Linked DNA regions of Mus musculus: region 1 is linked to region 2. Evidence: chromatin contacts called from public promoter capture Hi-C data. All regions are on one chromosome and are shown on one strand. The core of a region is the stretch at or near the end of the contact, and the rest is flanking DNA. Distances in the headings are between cores, read along the strand shown.

Region 1 (5,143 bases), core at 1,453-3,952, 79 kb before region 2:
ATGCAGCTAGAGTCAAGAGCTCCGGGGTACTGGTTAGTTCATAATGTTGTTCCAACTATAGGGTTGCAGATCCCTTTAGCTCCTTGGGTACTTACTCTAGCTCCTCCATTGGGGGCCCTGTGATCCATCCAATAGCTGACTGTGATGAGACCCTGTCTTAACTAACTAAATAAACTGTCATCAGAGCTTTTAGCTCCTAGAATTTTGGAAGGTATGTTGTGGTATGAAAATGTCAGCAGAACCAGAATCAGGAAAAATCGGGTCCAGAGCTTGACTCTGTGACCTGAGGCAACTGACTGCCCTCTCTGAGCCTGCTTCACCTGTGCAACAGAAAACATGAGAGACCACCTAGTCACCAAAGATGTTACAGGGCCTGAATGACATGGAGGAGAGCTGCAGCACAGGGCCCCAAACATTGCAGGAGTCCCAAGGAATGCTTTGTTTCTTTCTTCCTGTTGGGTAATGAGGTCACCTACCCCACCCAGGAATGGAGAAAGTCAAGAAGCTAAGCCTGGGATACAGCAAGTTAAAGGAGGAAGGTGAGGCTTACCCACCTCTCTGTGCTCCCTGACCGCAATAGCAGGTTAGCTGAGGAAGCTGCCTTCCTGGAGAGTTTCTGCCTGGGCCGCTCTGAGGGGGAGGAGGAGGAGGAAGAATTTCTTCGGGGCCTGGTGGGACAGAATGAAAAAGTGAAAAATCAAGCCTGTTTCTCAGATTTCCCATCCATCCTAGCTACCACCACAGGATACCTACGTGTCAGAACGCTGAAGAGGCTGCACCGGCCTGAGGATTCCTGGGGGGCCAGGGGAGCCTGCCCCACTGCTGCTGCTGCACCCTCCTTCAGACTGGGTCCCACTAGGTTCTTCACTGCCCCCCTGAAGAGCTGGAGGACCATTGCTCAGGCCAGGGGGTCCAGAGGATGGAACAATCTCCAATTCTTCTTCCGTTTGGGTGCCTCTGGTCACCAAGGAAGGGCTGCATGTAGGTGGCAGTCCTGGAGGGACTGTGATGCTGCTGAGGAGACAGCAAATTAACCTGATGCCCCAAAGTTCCCAGGAAGGCAGAATGAGTGTGCTAGCATATATACCTGTTCCTTGTCGGGGCTGATATGCCAGAGCCCTGCAGGGTTGTGGTGGAGCCATGCAGCCGCAGCAGGCGAAGGGCTTCTGCTAAAGCCGCTTTTACCAGTTCCATCTCTTCTTCCTGCACCCGAAGTCGCTGGCTCAGGGTCTGCAGGGTCTCATGAGCAGGGCCCTCACCTGGGAAAGGGGCAAGAAGCACTCAGAAAAGTGCCACTACCTGGAGGGCAGAGCTGGTTTTGTCCTCCCACCCAATGTTACAATGCAACCATTCAATAGAGCTAACCCTTTCGAGTAGTCTAAAACTCGAAAGCTCATCCAGCGGCGAGGAGGTGGACAGAGATGGTAGGGGGCCAAAGTGCCTCCTCCTAGCAGGACAGGCAATGAGCCTGGCAAAACTCTTCCTGCTGCTGTCTCAGCCTCCACAGAGACAAAGTATTATGGAATACCAGGGGGGGGGGAAACATGGAATACTGCCGAGGTACGTGGGAGCCAGAGAGAGACACAGGAGCAATACTGGTGTGGAACCGCACGCAGCCCTCTCACCCCACCAGCAAGCGCAAGTCTCTACAAATGCAAACACAGCCAACAAGCTAGAGACACAGGAAAGTGAACTGGACAGTAAAGTCAGACTGAGAGGCCGGGGTGTAAGGCACACAATCCGGTGACTGTACAGCATATCAGTGGAGAGCTGTTACAGTGTACATCCCAAGGTAAGGGTAGAAGTCCGAAATAAGAAGACCCGGAATTCCCGGGGAAGAGGCCCAGTGTGACACAGTGGTCAGGGAAACTCAGAGGGGCACAGGGAACCAAGGAGTAGAATGGCATTAAGGAAGTCCAAAATGACTGTAGCGGGTTCCTAGGAACTAGAATTGGACGACCTGAAGAACTGAGGAGGATGCTCAGAGCCCCCGAGGCGCAGGAGCACGCGAGCACGCCACTAGACAGCGGTCCAGCACTAGCAGTGCCCGTCCGGCTGGCGCTCAGGGAATCCAGGCCACGCCGGCCGCCCCGCCCCGTACTCACCGGGCCCCGCAGCCCCGTCCATCCGGCCCCCGCGTTGCTCCGAGCAGCGTCGTCGGAGGCGTCTAAGCCGCGGGGGCCATGGCTAGGGAGAGGGGAAGGAAGCACTCGAGCGCGCGCGGAGGGGAGCCGTGCCACCCCTCGGGGGCGCTGACGAGCGTGGGGGTCAGGAGTTAGAGGGGGGCGCTGTGGAACCGGTTCTTTTACTCTCTCGGGGTTAGGCTCCCGGGGTGCGGTGACGGGCCGTCCGGAGCCCCTGCGCTGCAGCACAAACAGGCGCGGGACACGGAGTCGCCAGCAAGCGCGGGAGGGAGGCGGGCCGGAGGGGGGGGGCGGGCCGCCAGGTAACCCTTCCCTGTCCGGGACCCGAGGCTCAGGCCGGAGGCGGGGACACACGGCTGACCCTTCACCCCGCCAGGCTCTTGCCCGGCTTCCGGCCCGCAGGCTCCCAGAGGACCTGGGAGGGGACGTAGAGCTTGAGATCTGGGTCTCTTAAGCCTGAAGCCCAGCGTACCAAACTCACTTCCGCGAAAGGGCAGGGCGGGGTCACGAAATGGGCCTTAAGCCCGGGGGCGGGGCCTTTCCTAAAGGGCAAGGCTAAGAAGCATCCTGAATCGGAGCCTGCAGAGGGTTATTAAGGCTAGAGTGGAAGGATGTCCAGGGTATTGGGGTCAGGGTGGCATTAGCCCTGTTGAAGCCAGGCTGGGCTGACTCAGCATCCTGCCTGCCCTAGCCAACCCCAAGCCCCGACGGCTTCTCACTCCCTTGGGCAGAGATGGGAGATGGCGCCGGTGCTGCCCGTGGTGCTGCCCCTCCAACCCCGTATCCGTTTGGCACAGGGCATCTGGCTCCTCTCCTGGCTGCTGGCATTGGTCGGTGGCCTCACCCTCCTTTGTAGCGGGCACCTTCTGGTACAGCTGGGGCACCTTGGCACCTTCCTGGCACCCTCTTGTTCATTCCCTGCTCTGCCCCAGACTGCCCTGGCAGCGGGAACGGTGGCTCTAGGCACAGGGCTAGGAGGCGCAGGAGCCAGCCGGGCAAGTCTGGATGCAGCTCAATACCCCCCCTGGAGAGGGGTCTTGACTCCACTGCTAGCGGTTGGCACAGCTGCAGGTGGGGGGCTGCTGACCCTTGCCCTGGGGCTAGCCCTGGCTTTGCCAGTAAGTCTCAACCAGGGACTGGAGGAGGGCCTGGAGGCTGCCTTGGCTCACTACAAGGACACAGAGGTGCCTGGACGCTGTCAGGCCAAACGTCTGATGGATGAGTTGCAGTTGAGGTACCATTGCTGCGGGCGCCATGGCTACAAGGATTGGTTTGGTGTTCAGTGGGTCAGCAACCGTTACTTGGACCCCAGTGACCAAGATGTAGTTGAGTAAGTGACTGATTTGCTTCTTTTGTCTTCCTCTTCCTCCTTAGCCTTGAGATTCTTACCTGGACGTGCGATAAATAGAGCACGGTGGCTGAGAGGCTGGGTTATAATTCTATTTATCAGCCCAGGGCATGTTGCTAAACCGCTGTGGGCCCATTCCTCATCTGTAAAATGGAGATAACTATGCCCGTCTTTATCTTCCAGACAGACTCCTATCTTACAGAGTTGTGGAGATAAATGAATTATGCAAGCTTGAATAGTGAAGAACTCAGTAAATGTTGTATAATCATTGTTCTCAACTGCCCCTGCTCTCAGATGCTCCTCTCTGCCGCCTCATGACTATCTTGTCTATGCCTTTGCAGCCGGATCCAGAGCAATGTGGAAGGCTTATATCTGATTGATGGCGTCCCCTTCTCCTGTTGTAATCCCCACTCACCCCGGCCTTGCCTGCAAAGCCAACTCTCGGACCCCTATGCCCATCCACTCTTCGATCCTCGGCAGCCCAACCTAAACCTCTGGGCCCAAGGGTGCCATGAAGTGCTGCTGGAACACCTGCAGGGTTTATCAGGCACACTGGGAAGTATTCTGGCTGTCACCTTATTGCTGCAGGTTAGTCAGCTAAGGGCCCTGACTCCTACTTTCAGCTCTGTGACCCCAAACCCACTGACAATCACCCTTTGCACTTGCTTCCCCCCACAGATTCTAGTGCTCCTTGGTTTGCGGTATTTGCAGACAGCGCTGGAGGGCCTTGGAGGAGTCATTGATGGGGAAGGAGAGGCCCAGGGCTATCTTTTTCCTGGTGGGCTGAAAGACATACTGAAAACTGCATGGCTACAGGGAGGGCTTGCCCACAAGCCAGCACCTGAGGAGGCCCCACCAGATGAAGAACCTCCCAAGGAAGTTCTAGCTGAGGCCTAGAAACCTGAAGAGGTGGGGGTGGGAAGGGGAAAGATGGACAAATGTGGAAAACTTACAATTCGTTACTCAGACTCAGGGAAGGAAAGGTCCCTGGGGTTATAGGAGTTAAGAGCAAGCGGAGCTGGGCTGGAATGAGAAGTCCAGGTGTCCTGGAACCCAGCTGTCTCGTTGGAAACCACCAAGGTTGAGAACAGATGAGGGCGACAGGGAAGTGACAACCAAAGGACTAGAGAATGTTTCTAGCATCCAGATTCTACAATAAAGTTTGTGGACAGAAATCACTGTTCTCCCGCTCTCTTCCTCTCTCTGTCTCTGTCTCTCTCTCTTGGCTGGGAGCCTGAAAGACTCTGCAGAGGAGGAACCCAGCCTATGTAAGAACATGTACCTGATCTCTTGGGTAGGTCTGCCAAATGAAGGAAACCATGAAGCCCCTCCGGGTTGAGATTCTTTATTCTAGAGGTAGGAAGGGGATCGCATGCTCAGGTGGGGAGGGTCCAGCCCAGCTCCTCTAGCCCCCCACTGCATGCTTGTCCCCAATAAGTTACCCTTTTCCCACAGCTACCCTCCTTTCTGAGTCCATCTGTCCTGCTCCGCCCCAGATGGGGCTGATCTGGCTCACTAGAGAAGCTGCTTGTCCCCAACATGTGGGCAGTGCCACATGGCAGGCTGGGGGAAGGGAGGGAAGCAACTGGGACACACCCTGTGGTTGGAGGGGCTGCCTCTGGTTCTCAGGGGTCAGGTCTTTAAAAAAAAA
Region 2 (5,227 bases), core at 426-2,925:
ACACTCCTCCTGGGAGTGGGTTGGGCTCTCCAGATGAGTTGTTTGTAGTCGAGGGGACTCCTGTCAGAGAGCTTCTGACGCTTGGGCCATACCTTGACGTCGGGGGCAACCCCATCGCTCACGAAGGCAGAAATGCCAAACCAGGGCTGCACAGCTCAGCAGAGCTAAGGCTGTGCCCACTCCCACGGCTGCATAGACCAGGGTAACAGGCTTAGGCGGCATGATAAACTTGCGACAGGGCCCAAAGGAAGGGCCAGTCCAGTTCTCAGGACCCTCGACTTCTGCCCCAGGAACATTGCTCTCACCTGCGTCATTAGCAGCCACCACGCAAAGGACATAAGCAACCCCAGGCTTTAGTCCCTTCAGCTCTGCTCTTCGAACTGTAGCATTGAGAGGGGCACTCTTCTGTGGAGCCCCGTTGCTTTCCCAAAGCAGAAGCCAGTAGTGGCTGACTGGAGAGAAGGGAGCACACCAGTGAACCACTGCGTAGCCTTCTTCAGCCATTATTTGCACTTCTCCCAGGCGAGGAGGCTCTGGCTGTTGATCTTCCCTGGAGAGCCCTGGGCACAGGCAGGCTACTGGCCCAACCTTCTGCAGCTCCTGGCAGGACACCTGCAGGTGGCGGCAACGGTCATAGTCGCAACGGACAGCTAAGGAAGGTGTAGCTACTGTCACATCATCCTCTTCCCCTTCCTGGTAGTCTTCCAGGGTCAAGATCTGAGGTTGGGAAACCAAGGAGGTGGTCATGGCTGCCAGCCACAGAAGGGAAAGAGAGCCCAACATGGAGTCTGGAAGAGAAAGAGTGAATGGGTAAATGCTGTCAGCCCTGTCTTCCAGGGCTATGTGAAGTATGTGAAAAGTACACTATGTGAAAAGTACAACATAGAATCAAGACCGAAAGAGGTGGGCTGAGACATACAGTCATTGTCAACTGGCTTTTCAGAAGCCAGTGTTCTGGATTTTTGGCTGGTCTAAGGCTGCCCTTCAACTCTGTCTACACCTCCAAATCATTAGAATTATTAACATCACAAATGACTGCTTTGTTTGGGATAAAAATAATGAAATACGGCCCCACAGGAGAGAGAGATGTTTGGGAAGCACCGTGCAAAGTGCTAGAAGCAGGCATCTAATGGATAAACAAAAGTGCTGGGGAAAGAGGTAGAGGAAAGGATTTATTCAGTTTGGGGAAGAAAGGTGGACTGAGTCCACAGCCATCCTGAGAAATAACCAATCTAGAGCAATGCTTAGTAAGATTTACAAAAATCCAGAGAGAAGGCAGGAGATGAAGGAAGAAAGGGCGGCGGTGGGCACTGGAGTCCTCCCTCCCTACCTGCATTTGTACAAATCCCGCTCAGGCAATTCAGACTTCTCTCTGTGCACCCTCTTCCCGGGACCCACAGTAGCCCCTCACCAGTGGGTAGGCCTCGTCACAGTGAGGGTTTGCCCCCAGATATCCGTGGCTATCAGGCGGAGAGGCCACTGTCAGGTTGTATCTTCAATTCTATTTTGGTTGAGAACTTTTATACTCCTCAACTCTGATGTCATCACCTAGCCCCTGTGTGCCAAGAAGAGGGCTGGTTCCCTCAGAGGGACTGAGTCACGGGGCCAGGGAGAGGGGAAGCCACATGCAGCGGTTTCAGCTGGAGGCCAGGATGCCTGGGTTCTGACAGAGGAATGAAATGTGGAAAGCAGCCAGGAACTGAGAATCCAAAGGCTGCAGTCATGTGAAAGGATGGGGAGAGGAGTATTATCGGAGGAGGGAGGGAGGGAGGGCACCTGGCTGGTATCAGACAGGAAAACATCTGTGGATGGCTTGGGGCCTAAATTACAAAAAGCTGTTTTGGTAAAAATCCTTCCGCGTTCATGGCAGTCATTTCCTGTCTTCTGCCTCCCAATGGACAGAAAAGGGAGGGGTGTAAAGTCCAGAGTGATGCTCTCCGGGCACGCCCTCCTCTGACCCCCTCCCCTGAGGGAGATGAGAATCACATGCTAGAGCAGGATGCCTCTTACTGGCCAGGACAGGGTTTCTTCCCCAGGTTATGGACGGAAAGAGCTACATTGAGTGTGGTGGTGCATGCCTGAATTTCTTAGCACTAGGGAGGCTGAGGACGATCACTAGGAAACAGCCTGCGTAACATAGTGAGACCCTACCTCAGAAAATAAGCCAAAGCCATAACGCTTGTAATTCAGTACTTGGGATCTGTGGCAGAAGAGTTGCTAAAGGTTTGAGGCCAGCCTCTAAGAATGTTTAAAACTTAATAATAAAAAAGGAAGAAAACAGCCTGGCGTGATGGCTCATGCCTTTAATCCCAGTACTCGGGAGGCAGAGGCAGGCGGATTTCTGAGTTCGAGGCCAGCCTGGTCTACAAAGTGAGTTTCAGGACAGCCAAGGCTACACAGAGAAACCCTATCTTCAAAACAAAACAAAACAAAACAAAAGCAGTACAGGGCTAGAGAGATGGCTTAGTAGTTAAGAGTATTGGCCAGGGGGCTGGTGAGATGGCTCAGTGGGTAAGAGCACCCGACTGCTCTTCCGAAGGTCCAGAGTTCGAATCCCAGCAACCACATGGTGGCTCACAGCCATCCGTAACAAGATCTGACTCCCTCTTCTGGTGTGTCTGAAGACAGCTACAGTGTACTTACATATAATAATAAAATTTAAAAAAAATGGCCCCGTGGGCTTATATATTTAAAAAAAAAAAAAAAAAGAGTATTGGCCAGTCTTCCAATTTCAAATCTTAGCACTAGATGGTGGCTGTGTGGGCTGGTCTTATGTCAAGTTGACACACAAACTAGTCATCTAAAAGGGAGAAATCTTGAGACAAGCTCCACAACATCTGGCTGTAAGGTATTTTCTTAACTAGAGATTGGTGGTGGAGGGCCCAGCCCATCATGGATGGGGGCATCCCTGGGCTGGTCATCTTTGGTTCTATAAGAAAGCAGGCTGAGCAAGCTAAGTGGAACAGCACCCCTCCATGGGCTCTGCATCAGCTCCTGCCCCCAGGTTGCTGACCTAATTTCCTTTGATGAACAGCAATATGGAAGTGTAAGCCAAATAAACCCTTTTCTCCCCAACTTGCTTTTTGGTTGTGGTGTTTTATCACAGCAATAGAACCCTAAGACAGTGGCTTATTCACAGCCATGTATCTGCAGTTCTGGGAGATTAAATGCCCCCTTCCAGCCTCCAGTGGTACCCAAACTCACATGCACAGAATAAAAAATAAAACACTTAAAATGGGAACACACTGGGGGGCTAAAGAGATGTCTGAGTAGTTAAGAGTGCTTGCTGGCTGTTCTCAGAGAGTACAGTTCAGATCCCAGCACTCATGTGGGGAGGCTCACAGACACCTGTAACTCCAGCTCCAGGGGATCTGACATCCTCTTCTACCTCTCTCTTAGCAACCCACATGTCCATACATCCAGAGAAGCAGCACACATACACAGATATAAAAACAAATAATAAAAAACTGATACCCAGGGCTGGAATGATGGCCCAGTGGTTAAGAGAGTTTCCTGGTCTTACAGCAGATATAGGTTTGGTTCCCAGCTTCGATATGGTAGCTCATAACTCTCTATAACTCCAGCCTCTGGGGATCTACCCTCTTCTGACCTTACGGGCATTTGCACACATGTGGTGCATATGTTTATGTAGGTTCATACAGAGATACATAAAACAAAATCTTCCATGACCCAAGTTTGACTCTGCGGAACCCACATGGTGGTGGATGGAGAGAACTGACTCTAAAATATGTCCTCGGATGTCCACACAAGCAGCTGCCACAAAATAGTTTATTAAGGGAGCAAGGGAAAAGGTGTATGATGGGAAAGCGCTGGAATGTGAGGAATTCACCCTTTGTTCAGGAACTGGAGCAGGTCGGGCGTTGCCTGAGGCTACCCAGAGTCTCAGGGGCAAGGGCAGATGCTGAGGCAGAGGTAGGTGGGTTGGCCTCTGTCAGCAAAGCTGCATCTTCCCAGGAGCCTGAAGCAGAGCCAGAAAAGGGCCAAACAAAATGTGAGTGAGACAGGCTAGGAGGGGTGGGATAGCATCCCCACCACCATCACTCCATCACACATCCCCACCACCATCACCCCATCACACAGTGCCCTCCCCATCACACAGTGCCCTCCCCATCACACAGTGCCCTCCCCATCACACAGTGCCCTCCCCATCACACAGTGCCCTCCCCATCACACAGTACCCTCCCCATCACACAGTGCCCTCCCCATCACACAGTGCCCTCCCCATCACACAGTGCCCTCCCCATCACACAGTGCCCTCACCATCACTAGCCTCTGGCTCTTGCTCCTCCTCTCCATTCAGGGGCCGCTTCTCTGGTTTCTCTTCCTCAGACAGCTGGCCCTCTTCAGCCAAAGGGAAACAGAGGTGAGACAGAAGGTGAGAGCCAGGCACTGCAGGTGAGTGCTGGGGATGAGGAGCGAGGAAGAGGAACTGAACATACCTGTTCCTGAGGGATCTTCAGGGCTCTCACCATCCTCCGTCACATCCGACTGCTGGGTAGATTCCTGACCTTCAGGTTCCACAAACAGAGGACAGCTAGGGTCAGTGGTTATCCTTGGCTTGCAGTGCCAACTCTACCTCTTCCTCGAATCCTTAGTTCCAGAGTACTGCATACTTCATAGTGGAGGCAGGCCAACCCTCTAACCCAGCCAGCCTACCCTTCAAGGATACTGTCAACCAACCAGGTTACCTGGCTGATGGCGCGAGATCCGACGCGGGGCCCCGTGGTGTGAGTTATCCCTTTGTCGGATATTAACCTGTGGAGCAGTAACCACTGAGCAGTGAGGCCTGACTCCCCTCCGCAGCAATCATACCCTAGCCCTAACATGCCCCTGACCACCAAGGGAAGAAAAACGGGGCCTTTGCCCCTTGAGACCTGCAGAGAGAAGCGGTGGCGGGGCCAGACAGCACCCCACACCCACTGCATATAGCTGAAGAGCACGATGACGCTGAGGAACGTGAAGTTGCTGGCCACACCCACGAAGGCGCAGGTCATGGGGAAGTTGTACAGCAGGTACCTGAGGTGAGAAACAGGGTCAGGAAGGGAACAGCGGTTACTGGATAGCACTCGACACTATCACTCCAAGAAGATTTGTAGGACAGCCTGAGTGAGGATGGCTGGAGCTGCCTTCTGCCACTGTGGCACCCACTCCCCTGCCCAGGTTCCAGACCACCCTGCACCAGGTTCTAATAAAGGCCAAGGATTCC

The links. Promoter capture Hi-C pulls out the DNA fragments that hold promoters and counts their contacts.
Region 1: a contact with region 2 is called in a promoter capture Hi-C map of liver. The contact joins the promoter of Rom1 here to the promoter of Lrrn4cl in region 2. A contact is called at or near these places in 21 of 39 promoter capture datasets (the 3T3-L1 cell line, 3T3-L1-derived adipocytes, the C10 cell line and 14 more), 1 of 15 datasets of contacts at CTCF or cohesin (the NIH/3T3 cell line), 21 of 484 Hi-C or Micro-C datasets (the AML12 cell line, B cells, the G1E-ER4 cell line and 14 more), 11 of 115 datasets of contacts at active chromatin or transcription factors (the SCID.adh cell line, bone marrow-derived dendritic cells, bone marrow-derived macrophages and 6 more) and 4 of 9 other capture datasets (adipose tissue, liver, macrophages and 1 more).

Annotation. Positions count from the first base shown.
Region 1 is chr19:8,926,915-8,932,057 of GRCm38.p6, reverse strand. It overlaps Rom1 (rod outer segment membrane protein 1), which reads left to right and starts at 2,702. Exons shown (of 3, transcript NM_009073.4): 1 at 2,702-3,474; 2 at 3,834-4,080; 3 at 4,171-4,676. The coding sequence starts at 2,885. The coding sequence ends at 4,389. Eml3 (echinoderm microtubule associated protein like 3) reads right to left here and starts at 2,364. Exons shown (of 22, transcript NM_144872.1): 1 at 2,106-2,364; 2 at 1,088-1,259; 3 at 754-1,014; 4 at 555-668. The coding sequence starts at 2,127. B3gat3 (beta-1,3-glucuronyltransferase 3 (glucuronosyltransferase I)) reads right to left here. Exons shown (of 5, transcript NM_024256.2): 5 at 4,822-5,143.
Region 2 is chr19:8,847,216-8,852,442 of GRCm38.p6, reverse strand. Lrrn4cl (LRRN4 C-terminal like) reads right to left here and starts at 1,675. Exons shown (of 2, transcript NM_001013019.3): 1 at 1,331-1,675; 2 at 1-788. The coding sequence starts at 783. The coding sequence ends at 64. Bscl2 (Berardinelli-Seip congenital lipodystrophy 2 (seipin)) reads right to left here. Exons shown (of 12, transcript NM_001136064.3): 8 at 4,896-5,037; 9 at 4,710-4,776; 10 at 4,461-4,529; 11 at 4,282-4,362; 12 at 3,760-3,979. The coding sequence ends at 3,858.